Regions from separate parts of the Drosophila melanogaster genome. Here region 1 is linked to region 2. A link is a contact called in public Hi-C data. All regions are on one chromosome and are shown on one strand. The core of a region is the stretch at or near the end of the contact, and the rest is flanking DNA. Distances in the headings are between cores, read along the strand shown.

Evidence for each region. A called contact is a pair of places that touch in the nucleus more often than the background predicts.
Region 1: a contact with region 2 is called in a Hi-C map of the Kc167 cell line, with 2.1 times the contacts expected there. A contact is called at or near these places in 18 of 107 Hi-C or Micro-C datasets (the Clone 8 cell line, the D17-c3 cell line, the Kc167 cell line and 6 more) and 4 of 7 datasets of targeted methods (the Kc167 cell line and the S2 cell line).

Annotation. Positions count from the first base shown.
Region 1 is chr3L:21,127,054-21,132,651 of dm6, reverse strand. It overlaps ko (knockout), which reads left to right and starts at 1,493. Exons shown (of 8, transcript NM_079469.3): 1 at 1,493-1,847. ICA69 (Islet cell autoantigen 69 kDa) reads right to left here and starts at 1,206. Exons shown (of 3, transcript NM_141026.2): 1 at 274-1,206; 2 at 1-204. The coding sequence starts at 855.
Region 2 is chr3L:21,063,839-21,069,605 of dm6, reverse strand. CG43072 reads right to left here and starts at 3,754. Exons shown (of 1, transcript NM_001259925.2): 1 at 3,368-3,754. The coding sequence starts at 3,668. The coding sequence ends at 3,420. siz (schizo) reads right to left here. Exons shown (of 6, transcript NM_168881.3): 2 at 341-892.

The DNA.
Region 1 (5,598 bases), core at 244-2,743, 65 kb before region 2:
GATTGGCGGCACTTCCTCTGTGGATCCTTCATTTTGAGACAGTTCCTTTAGCACACAGAAGTCGTACTTGGGCTTTATAATCAAGGCCTTAGATATGGTCTGGAATGTGGAGGCGGCCTTCTGGGCAAAGTTCTTCAACTCGGTAACGTAGGCCACCAGAGCATGGGAGTACATGTTGCATCGGGCAGCTGCTAGTAAATCAATCTGGAAAGGATTAATAATAATTATATTGTATAATATTGGATTGAACAGGTCCTTCAGCGTCGCGTTCACCTTCTGAATGGAATCCATTGAGTAACCATCGAAATTATGCTTGGCCACCCGCACGTGGGCCTGTGCCGTGCGAAACTTGTCCAGACCCTTGCCCGTATCGGGATCCAGTTCCTGGCTGGCGGACTTCATCCAGGAGAGAGCGGCGCGGTATTCCGTGCGCTCCTTCTCCATCGTCTGGAGGGTCTGCTCCGTGTCCTTTATCGCCCGGCAGCGGAACACATCGACTTCGTGCTGGAGCCGCAGGAGCGGCACCCGCACGCACATCCTCTGTTGTCCAGCGAAGGATACGGCCTTGGCCGTGTGGGCGATACTACCGCCCGTGGTTCTGCTCCGCTTTCCCGCCTCCTTGAGGAACCTGCCGAACACACACTCCTCCTGCGACAGGATGCATAGGCGCTCCTGGTATTGGTCAATGATTTTGCACAGGTTCAAGCTGGTGTCCGATATCGATTTGAACACCTCGATCTTGGAATCCAGCTCCGCGTCCGAGGATATTATGTGCTTGTCCTCCTTCGTTCCGAGCTTGCGCTGCACCACCTTTTTGGTAATCCAGAACTGGTGCTGAACCTCCGACTTGAGCATATTTTCGCCGTTTTCCGTTCCAGTTTTCAGCTACGGGTGATTTTTCACCACTGAGTGGTTGTTTAGGAGGGTGGTTGGGTGGTGGGGTGGCGCTGTATCGTTATTTTCCAATGCTTATCGCCTTTCGATTGCAATCGTCACTTTGCAGCACTGTCAAGCGCCCCGTTTGTATAGGGTCACACTAAAGTCCTTTATTCGGGTGGTATTTAAGGGATCTAAGTTAAGTCATGGTATTTAGTAGAAATTGCCAAATAACATTTGATCCAAATATTTTCCATAATTTATGAAATCCCTTAAATACGTGCTCATTTGTAAGGAATAAATAACTAAAATTACATTAGAGCGAAGTGTATGTTTTTTTTCCATTTGAATTCAGTTTCGTTGTATAAAAGGGTACACATGTAGCTTGGCGCTAAGCCATTAAAGTTCAGTATATTTGCGATATACAAAGGGGCACGCTACAGAGTACAGTAACACTATGTTAACGAACATAACATAGTTCTGGTGCAACGCTGCAACTTAAAATAATGCGGGCACAACAAGTTCGAAGCGAACTGTTGGCGTCCAACAAACCTGACAGAGGAAATGCTATGTGGGAAAAGTGAAGTTCAGATATAGTATCTCGTTCGCGATTCAGATCGTCTTTGGACCTCGCAGCGGACGAGACGAGACTCCATAGTTTCTCATTCCGTGCCAGAACACGAGTCGCGTATTTGGTTATTGCCCCTCACTTTTCCCCAATCGAACCATTCAATATTTATATTTACGCAAGTGCTTTTCGTTCGCGTCGCGAGTTTTCCTCGTTTGTTTACCTCTGATTAACGCTGTGTGTGTTTGTTTGGATCCTATGTAAATGCATATGTGTGTGTTAGCCGGTGGCTTAAGCTCGAGTTTTGAGTTTTCCATTTTAGAGACTGCAATATTGCAATTGCAAAATTGAAAGCGACACATGTGTATTCTTTTGTATGCGGCATTGCTAATTCGCTGGACAGGTATGTATGAAAAGAGTTGTAAATGTGTATTTATGAGATACAGTTACTTTCTGAGGCTGCACACACACTTGCACGCACAAGAAGAAAGTGAAGAAGTCTGTGCAAAGCTCAGTAGTTTTCTTGGCAATGAGAAAAACGGGTTGTGAGGTGGAGTTTTTGCCACCTGCATGTGGGTGTGTGCATGTTTTGAGCCTAAGTGTGTAGCTGTATGTGTGATCTGTCTAAATTGATTAAGTCGAAAAGAAAGATAATGCACTTTAAGACACACTGAAATAACCACACCAACGGCCCGATACTTGGCGGCTTCTATTATTTTGGATCATAAAAAATACACTCGAAAAAGTAGTAGGACGTGCTTGCAATACTCTTGAAACATTTAATTTCAAAAAAAAGACATTTCCCAAAAGAATTCTTTCAAAATATGATCAATGCATAAATAACATAAAACATATTTTAGTCGTTAATATAATTAATATTTTTCGAAAGCTTTAGAAAAAGATGTAATGTAAATGTTCTGCATTGATCTACTTATACAAGTTCTTAACTTACGTTGAGAAATTCGAGTGCATCCATACTTGGACTTGCTTTAAAAAAAGAAGTAATTATTTAATTAATTTAAAACCAGTTTGGCAAATATCAACTTTGGGTGATCCCCATTTTCTTTTTTGTGTACTGAAGATCTTAGGCCGATGGTGCAATTAGGTTCGGATGCGGCCACTGAGCACAACAAAAAAGCCAAACAAAAAAGCCAGCAGCTACAATGAAATCATCGAAATAAAAAAGACAAAGGCAGCCAAAAGAACTGGAAGTTGAGGGAAAAAGGTCACGGCACTTGCTGCTTGCTAAGCGTTTTAATGGGCCGCCTTGGGCTGAGCTGAGCAAACAGCAACAACAAGCCAACAATTGTTTAATGCAAGCGAGCATCTTGTTAGCCCCCTATCACCCTCTCGCTCTCGCATCTTCTATCTTGCTTCCTCTGGTCGGCTGTTAAGAGATTTCACTGCATCTGCAACCTGACACAGATGGTGTTGTTGTAGTGGATACTGTCATCGGGCGGCATTAATCAATAATATTCGAAATCAGAACAGCTCCAAGTTGTCTGTCTCATTCTTCAAGCATCTCCTGCTCCTACACTAATATACCCCTCCTTGTCACTCATTGCAGACAGCCGACAGTTTGTCACAAGAATATGAAACTACGGGTTAACTTCTTTAAGAAGAACTTGGTTCAGATATACTAATCATTTTCAGGAAAACACACATACTTATATACGGTAACATACCAAATATTATAGCATGATGTAACTATAAAAACGAAAGGTATTATTAAAATATACAATAAACAATTGTTTTTCCCTTATAATGTATTTTAAAAAACGTCAAATGTTGTTGAACTTGCTTTTAAAGGAGTACGTGCTTAGCATTTCTTCACTACATAAAACTCAAACAATACATTTACGAACTTTAATTAATTTTGTTATTTCAAAAACAAGCTACAAACATGAGTGGTCTTTGGTACAAATAAGTCAAACTGAACTTGATTCGCTTTTTAGGACACACTTAAAACTAGTTTGAGATGTAGTAGACATTCCATAACTGATCATTAAAACAGAAATATTTTTGAGATGCTGATAAGCTTTATATAGTTTCCATTAAAATCCATAAATATATTATAATGCAATTTCAAACTAGTTGCATACTTGTGTGAATATTTGTCATAGTATATTACAATGACTAAAAATATATATTCATTTGTACAAACTGCACTTTTAATATAGTTCGTCGTCCTATGTTCTTTTTAGGAATGTTTCACTGTCTTGAAGTTTTCCGTTTCAGTTGCCTTTGCATATTTTCTCACAGTTCCCGTGGTGCAGAAAAAAAAATGTGAAAATTTCTTGCAAATACCTGCACATACATAGTTTTTTAACCGTTGCTGTTGCCTTTTCGCAAAATTTGTATCGAGTTACTTTGGTCGCTGCTCTCATTTGCATGCTGCGATATTGTTGTTGCTGCTCTGGTTGCTGTTTTCTCACTGATTATTTCATGTGTCGCTGCCGCTTGGCGTTGCTGCAACTAAATTGGCCTTAATTGGTTGCCTTTTTGTTGCCAATTTTGTTGTTAGCCCGCTTCAGTTGGGTTGCAGTTGTTGTGACCATATTTCTGTTGTCTTGTTGGCCCGTTGCACAGTTGTTGCTCTCTTATCGGTCGTTGCCGGCCGGCTGGAAGCACTTTCGGCCACTTGTGGCATGCAGCGGAGCTTAATTTTTTATTTGCCGCTCCTGCCGTCTTGTTGCGCTGCCCTTTTTGGACGGGACTAATTGCTGCGGCATTGGATTCCTTGGAGTAAAGAGGAAACCTCTGGAAAATCCCATAGCTTTATCAGGAGTTGGTGGGAAAATGTATCTTAAAGATTTTTTTTATACTGGTATTGTATTGGTTATAAATTAATAAAAAAAAAACTTAAAAAATAAACAGTAAGTTTAAAAAAAAACTTAAAATAAACTTATTAGACACTCGATTGAAGGCCTTACAAAATATTGAACAACATTTTTGTTAATTATTCTAAAATGGAACTGGGCTATATTTATATTGTCACAGATTTTTGCAACCTTTAATAATAAATATTAATAATAAGATTACTCCACACTTTTTAAGAAATGATATTGTGTATGAAAGGATGGCTTCTGAACTTTTATCGCAGCTAATGTTTTTATTTATTTTTTAATTAGATTTCGAAATGGCTTAAAACTTCCCGGGGCGAGAGCATTAACCGTTCGACGTGTTATATGGCCAATGTGTTATTTCCCAATTTTATTTGTTTTGCCTGTCTGCTCGCGTTTTTTTTTGTTGTTGTAGTTTTTTAGCTGCTTGCATTTTTAATGCGCTTGCATGGCTTATTTGATTTAATTAGCCAGGTAGTCGGGCAGCAGCCGGTGAGCTGGGTTTTCATTATTGTTTGCAAATTGTGGGAAAAAATGAACGGATTCCCCGCCTCTTCCACTCCAGCCCCACGGAGTTTTATATAGTTTTATAGTCGCAAAGTTTTTTTTTGGCGGCGATTGTGCAATCGCAGCTCTGGAACTAGCCAATAAATCAAAATGCCATTCTCAAGACTCTGGTGGCTGCTGCAAGTGCCACATGCGGCATTAAAAACAACAACAATGAGCTGCAACCCAGTATTTAGAGCATGTCAATGTGGGCCTCCGGTAATGTTAGCCCAACTCCCCCTGTTTCCGCCACGGCTGCCCTCTTAAAAAACCTACACATTTTTTAAAAGCACTTAGAGAAGTAAAATTTATGGTTTTGGGTATAGACGTTCAAACGCAAGCGCTGATTGGATATATGATTTCTTATTTAATTTTAGCTCAAAAAAAGGCTCCGAACAAATTAATTTAGCATCCTCATTCATAAACAAATAAATATTAAATAAATAAAAATGTATATAAAAGATGGGTAGTAAAACAAAACGCTAATAATTATGCTACAGTTATGAGACTTTATTAAAAACACATATCTTAATAATTAAGGATTTTATAGAAATGTTTATTCATATTTTGTATTCCTTTAATTATTTTCTTTTTGTACATTTGAATCTCTGATGTTTTAATAATATTATGACACTTTTGTTATGAAATATGGATAAAATAAAAGAGATATATTTTATATTTATTTCTGTGTACGACATTTACCGTTCCGGCAAGGTCCGCCGGCCAGCTGCCAGTTGGTCTCGATCTCCCAGATTCTTGCCACTT
Region 2 (5,767 bases), core at 2,505-5,004:
TTTCAGTTATTAAACGCAGTCACTTTTCTAGAACAAGATAAGTTACTATTACGCATATTCAGGTCTAAAAATAAAGTCTTCTTGATTTCACTTATCTAATGATAGTCCTAAAGGTATGCTATAATAGTCCGTTACCGATTTAGAAAGCCACCTGTTTATCATTTGATAAAATTGTATTTGAAAAACCTCCTGAACAATCCACCCAAATTTTACATTTCGATAAGAAACTGTTCCCGGAAATCTCCTTTGGGCCCTGGAAATATTTACTTTCTGTCGGCACATAATTCCCAGCTGAATCCACACCCCAAACTATCAACATCACCCGGGAGAAAGTACTTACGCCGACTGAGCTCGCGTTCGCTTGAGGACATCTCCGCCGTTCCGGATGGAGTTCTTCTTGTGCATATTCTGTTGCTGTTGCTGCTGTTGCTGGTGCTGCATGATCACGCTGGTGGCTCCAGATCCCAGGCCAGTTCCCACACCACTCCCGGCGATGACCACCGCCCCACCGTGATGGTGGGCATGATGCCCGTGACCATGGAGCATGTGATGGTGATGATACTGGCCACCACCCGTCGCCGTCACCTGCATGTAGTGACCTGCGCCGGTCTGATGCAAATGCTGCTGCTGCTGGAGGTGCTGCTGTTGCTGCTGCTGATGGCACGTGGGATACTGCTGTATTTGGTAGACCATCTGGGGATGCTGTTGCGCAGGGTAGTTGATGGCGGCTGAGGAGCTGTGGGCGCCGGGGGCGTAGTGATTCTGCAGGTAAACATAGCCGCCAACACTGCCGCTATCTGTGCAGGTGGAGGCGTTGGCTGATCCTGGCTGTTGCGCTCCAGCCAGCTCATACTGGGTGGAACCACTTCGCTCCAGGCTCTTCTGGGGAAAGCTGCAAGTGGAAAAAACGAGGGATCTGTTTAGAACACTACTTGCATTGGAATTTGGAATGATACTAATATACGTTTTCGCAGACCGTTTCTACCAACAAAAGAAAGACCTTATATATAAATAATTACTTTATCAAGATTATGCTATCAAAATTGATAAGGAAACATTGAAAGCACAAGTGCGGCTTTTGAGTCAGGAGTAATTGCTGTTTAATTTAGACATTACGCTATTATTTCGTTTAGGTATACACACATGAAATGCTTAAAACTAATGGTTCGAACTGTATACTATGTCAAATATATATTAATATGAGTCAATAACACACTAAGCTTTTGACATCTAAATAAAATGAAAATAAAGAAGAAATTTCTGAAGTCCAGGGAAATTTAAAATAGGTACACTACTCCAATTTAATATAAGTGTGGGATTCTCTAAGAAATTTCCAGTTTCGATAAACAAACCAAGCCTTAGTTTTTGTTTATCTAAGTAGACGATAAGAGAACTTTCGTTTTCTGGGTCAGGCCATGGGTTCCTACCTTTCGCCAATTATAAAACCCGATATGCAAATGATCATGGTGAAGAAAATATCACAAAACGTTCAAGATTTATGCACTAGGCGGTGGTGTGGTCTTCCAACAGACACATTGTGACACAGTTATGGGCTGGGAGAATCACAATATCTCTTAACAATGATATTCAAATTGAATTTCGAACGTTCGGTCAGAGGAAACACTGAAAAAACTAAATCCCGGCGGATATATGTATAGATTGTATGTAGTGAGTGGGCCAGGGTAACGTCCGATCCCGGCGATGCTCGCGTTTGAACTAAACCGAGCATTCGACGACCGCTCGACAAGGTGATCGACGATCCACCAAGGTAGAGGAAGAAGTTAACTGCGCAAGCGCGTCGGCAGCGATACTTCTTTGTATATCTGTCTCGCACTCTCTACCCATCTCACTTCCTCCAAAAACGTGTTTCGCATGGCTCATTAAATGTGTGTGCGTGTGCGTGATCATCCTACACACATATACGCCGAATCCCACACAAAATGCATCTGTTTTGTGTTGCCCTCGTCGGGTTACCCAAAAAGAACAATTGTACTACCCCTAACTCAAAGAATAGATATCCTAAGCGTAAAAGGATCCATTATCGAAAAGAGACAGCGAAACAGGTAGAGCAAGAGGAAGAGAGACAGCACCGACATATGCTTTAAGGAAAGTGAAGGAAATGATTAGCCCACGATGACAAACTTATTGATCGGCACAAGGATTCTCAATGCTATTGGATTGAAGCAACAATTGGTGAAATAAATAGTAAAGGAGACGTTTGGCAATGATTTGCAGTGCAGAAAATCAATAGAAAGAACTGGTTAATAAATCCCAGGTATAAGGATATAGTTAACTGGGGTAATCTCTTGAATCTCGAAGGTACTTCACCATATACATACAGAAATTCGATTTGAATCTTGTTTTTCAGATTTAAAAAAAATCGTTATGCCTAAAAATCAATTTAAAAAAACCCTACATTATTTCCACAACATGATGCCACAAAACACTCATCTTCCTTTAATGTATTCACCTTAACACTATTCGATTTTCCCTTGGCTTGGAAATCGTAATTCGATTTGCTCGAAAATCCCAGCAAATTCATTATCTACGTATGCAATACAAATGACTACCAGAAATCTTCTCGCAGCGGGACAATCCCAGAAGATCGATATTGAAAAGTTCGAGGGCAGCTGCATATTTGCACCTATAGCCGGGAGTTGGACAAAAACAGGATCAGCAGGAAAACCGAAGGATAACGAAAACACAAAATTGAAAGGGGCATCCTTGTTGCTGCCTATCTCTTCCACACTCTTTTCGCCAGTTTTCCAGCTGCACCTGGCGTGGCTTTGCATGGGTTTCTTTGGGATATATATACATAAAAATTTTTTTCAATTCCTGAAAGGACAACAACGGCAGGTAGTTTTTGCCTGCCGAACTGGCTTGTTATTGTACCACTTCTCCTTCCTCGCAACCCTCTGATTTTTTAAGAGTCCTGCTTTCGAGAAGGAAAAACATCTGCCACACGTCGCCCTAATTGTTTGCCGTTGCACGTTGCACATGTTGGAGCTAAATTTTCAAGACTGCCCGTCTGTTTGACCATCCCAGAAAGTATCTGTGTATCGCCCTGTATATCTGAGTATCTCGCACATCGTAGCTCGTATCTTGTATCTCAGCTGACGCTCGCGAGCCAAAACTGCACCGGACTTCCTCCTGTTTGCGTATGCAACAAGTGTCCAAATCGGCTGACGTGACCCAACCGCCGATGGCCTACTCGGCGTAATTATTATTGATTTTACATTAGATTTCTCGGGTTCGTTTATGTGCATTTTGAAAGGGGGCTTAACGTTTATGGAGTGTGCCACAAGCGGGCCAGACACGTTGGGGTTGGGGTTTTGAGACTAGGAAAAACTACAAACAGACCGCTGTTGCGCCGCATTCAATGTATTTCCATGAATATCAACATCAATATCAAAAGCTTATTAGGCACTCGAATCCCGGATTCGTCGCCGGGTTTCTCCCCTCACTGGATCCACGCGCGATCGATTGGCTTCCAATTGAAAACGATCCCTTTCGTTCGCCGAACCCTTGCTTTGAAGTAGGAAGGCCAGTGGAACACCCAGGATCATCAGGACGACGATGGCGTAGATGATAAAGAAATATTTCAGATCGAAGGTCGTGAGCTGTTCAACCTTCTGAAGATTGTGCCGCGCAAGCAGTTCCATGGTCATCCTTTTTTTTTTTAATTTTTCAGTCAATGATGCCAGGTGACGGCCAAAAATTTATACAAAATTTAGACAAAAATAACTAAAACTTGACTGGAAAATTACGGATAAAATGTTTTTGGTAGTTTCGTTTTTAAAAGCTTGTTTTCGTATCATAAACCATAATTTTATATGAATACATTTTAATGTTTGTACTTTGAAGTAATTTTACATGTGGATCGCATGCTTTCTACATGATTTTCTTTACATTTTATGTTAAGCCCATAAATATGCCACAGTTTCTGCTTGCAATCCTAGCTTCCACATGAATTCACAGCCCATCTATTAGACAAGTTTCAAACCAAATACGTTTATTATTTAAAAACTTGAGTTCTCAGAACACTTTTGTTTGTATAATTACAAGCCCCGCCATAATATCTAATCGAATTACATTTCCTTCGAGGAATCCAATAAAATCAAAGTCTTGAAAATCCAGTAATAAATATTTACCGTACCCTTCGAAACGGTGTATATTAATAAATAATTGAGCGGGTTTATCTCGACCGATACTCGTTGACTGGCCCAAGAATAGTCAGACCATAAAACAGCGGCAGACCCAAGAACAATGTGGAGGTCCCATAAAGATAAGGGATAATAACAAACAGGCGCGATAAGCTTACCTACCACTTGGAACAAATATTTGAATTCGAAAAAATGTATTTGTCAGGAAACGGATTACGTATAATTCGATTAACAAGAAGCTTAGTTTTGAAAACCCTTAAGCAAAATTGTGAAAATTCATCGTACGATAATTTAGATTGTTATTATATAATACGCATCAAAATGCGCACTCCATCTGTCTAAATTTCAAAATTTGATATAAATATTATTTTAAACAAATTTTAATATAAAAATAAAACATTTCTCAAATTTATACCATTGTGTAAAAACCCTTACAACATTGATTAACAAGTAAGAGACAAACGAAATACATACTATATTTTTGCAAGTCTCACTTGATTACATTAAAATATTCGAATGGTGATAGCCCTTTTACATATCTTTAGACATGTGTGGTGGGATTAACATTTATAATTTGCTTTACACATTTTTAATGAACACATCAAGGTTGCAAACAAAATGTGGCCTGTATCTATTATCTCAGAAATCAAATATACTTTTTGTCGATTTTTTTTTAAGTGTCTGCCCAGCTGGTTCGAAATGCCCATTTGGATGGGTTGGATGGAATCGCCCATAGCTTACCTGACGGCCGTCACATGGTGCGAGGTGTGCGTCTGGGTCTCCTTGTGCCGGGTGGACAGACTGACCACGGTGACGTGCCGCGTTGCGGTGCGCACCACCCGACGTACCCGGCTCCTGCCATCGCCCACAACCACCACAATCGGTGGTGGCCTCTTTTCGCTATCGCTGCAATATTGCAGGAAGGACTCACTGCCGCCCAGATCCGAGTTGCTCGAATGGAGCTGGTGGTGGTGGTGGTGGTGGTGTCCTTGCGAGCGGGACGAGGACGAGTTGGAGTGGGAGGAGGACAGGGGCGCCGGAACGGGCAGCTGTTGGCGGCGGGATTTGTGGTTGTCACACCTGGACATTGTGGTTTGTGGTATTCTTCATGCGATTCGGGGGGTGAAAGGGGGCAATGGCTTTTACTTTCGCCTTCACCGTCGTCATGCAATTGTGTTTTTTATTATTGTTGTTATTATTGGAATTTCCCCTTTGTGTTCGCTTTTTGGTTGGTTGGTTACTTTCGGTTATTCATTTGCAAATTGATTTGTTTTCTTGTCGTTTCGTTGTGTTGTTGATTGGGCTTATTAATTTATTTACGAGCGTCTGCGCATCATTCTTTGCCATTTTATCTTTGGTTTAGTTTTGGAATTCCAAGAGTCGCGTCGCGCGGCTACATTCTTTTTGTTTATTACTTCTATTTCGGTCACAATTCAAAGTCAGCGTTTTAGCCTAAGATAAAGCATTTTGTTCAATAATAATTGAAATTTGTTCACCGTGACACTTCCGTTAGCCAAAAACCACATTTGTTGTTCACGTATTGCGTATACGCCCCGTAAAGAGCGAACGTTTCGAAACGTCAACGATTGAGAATGCCCTTCAAA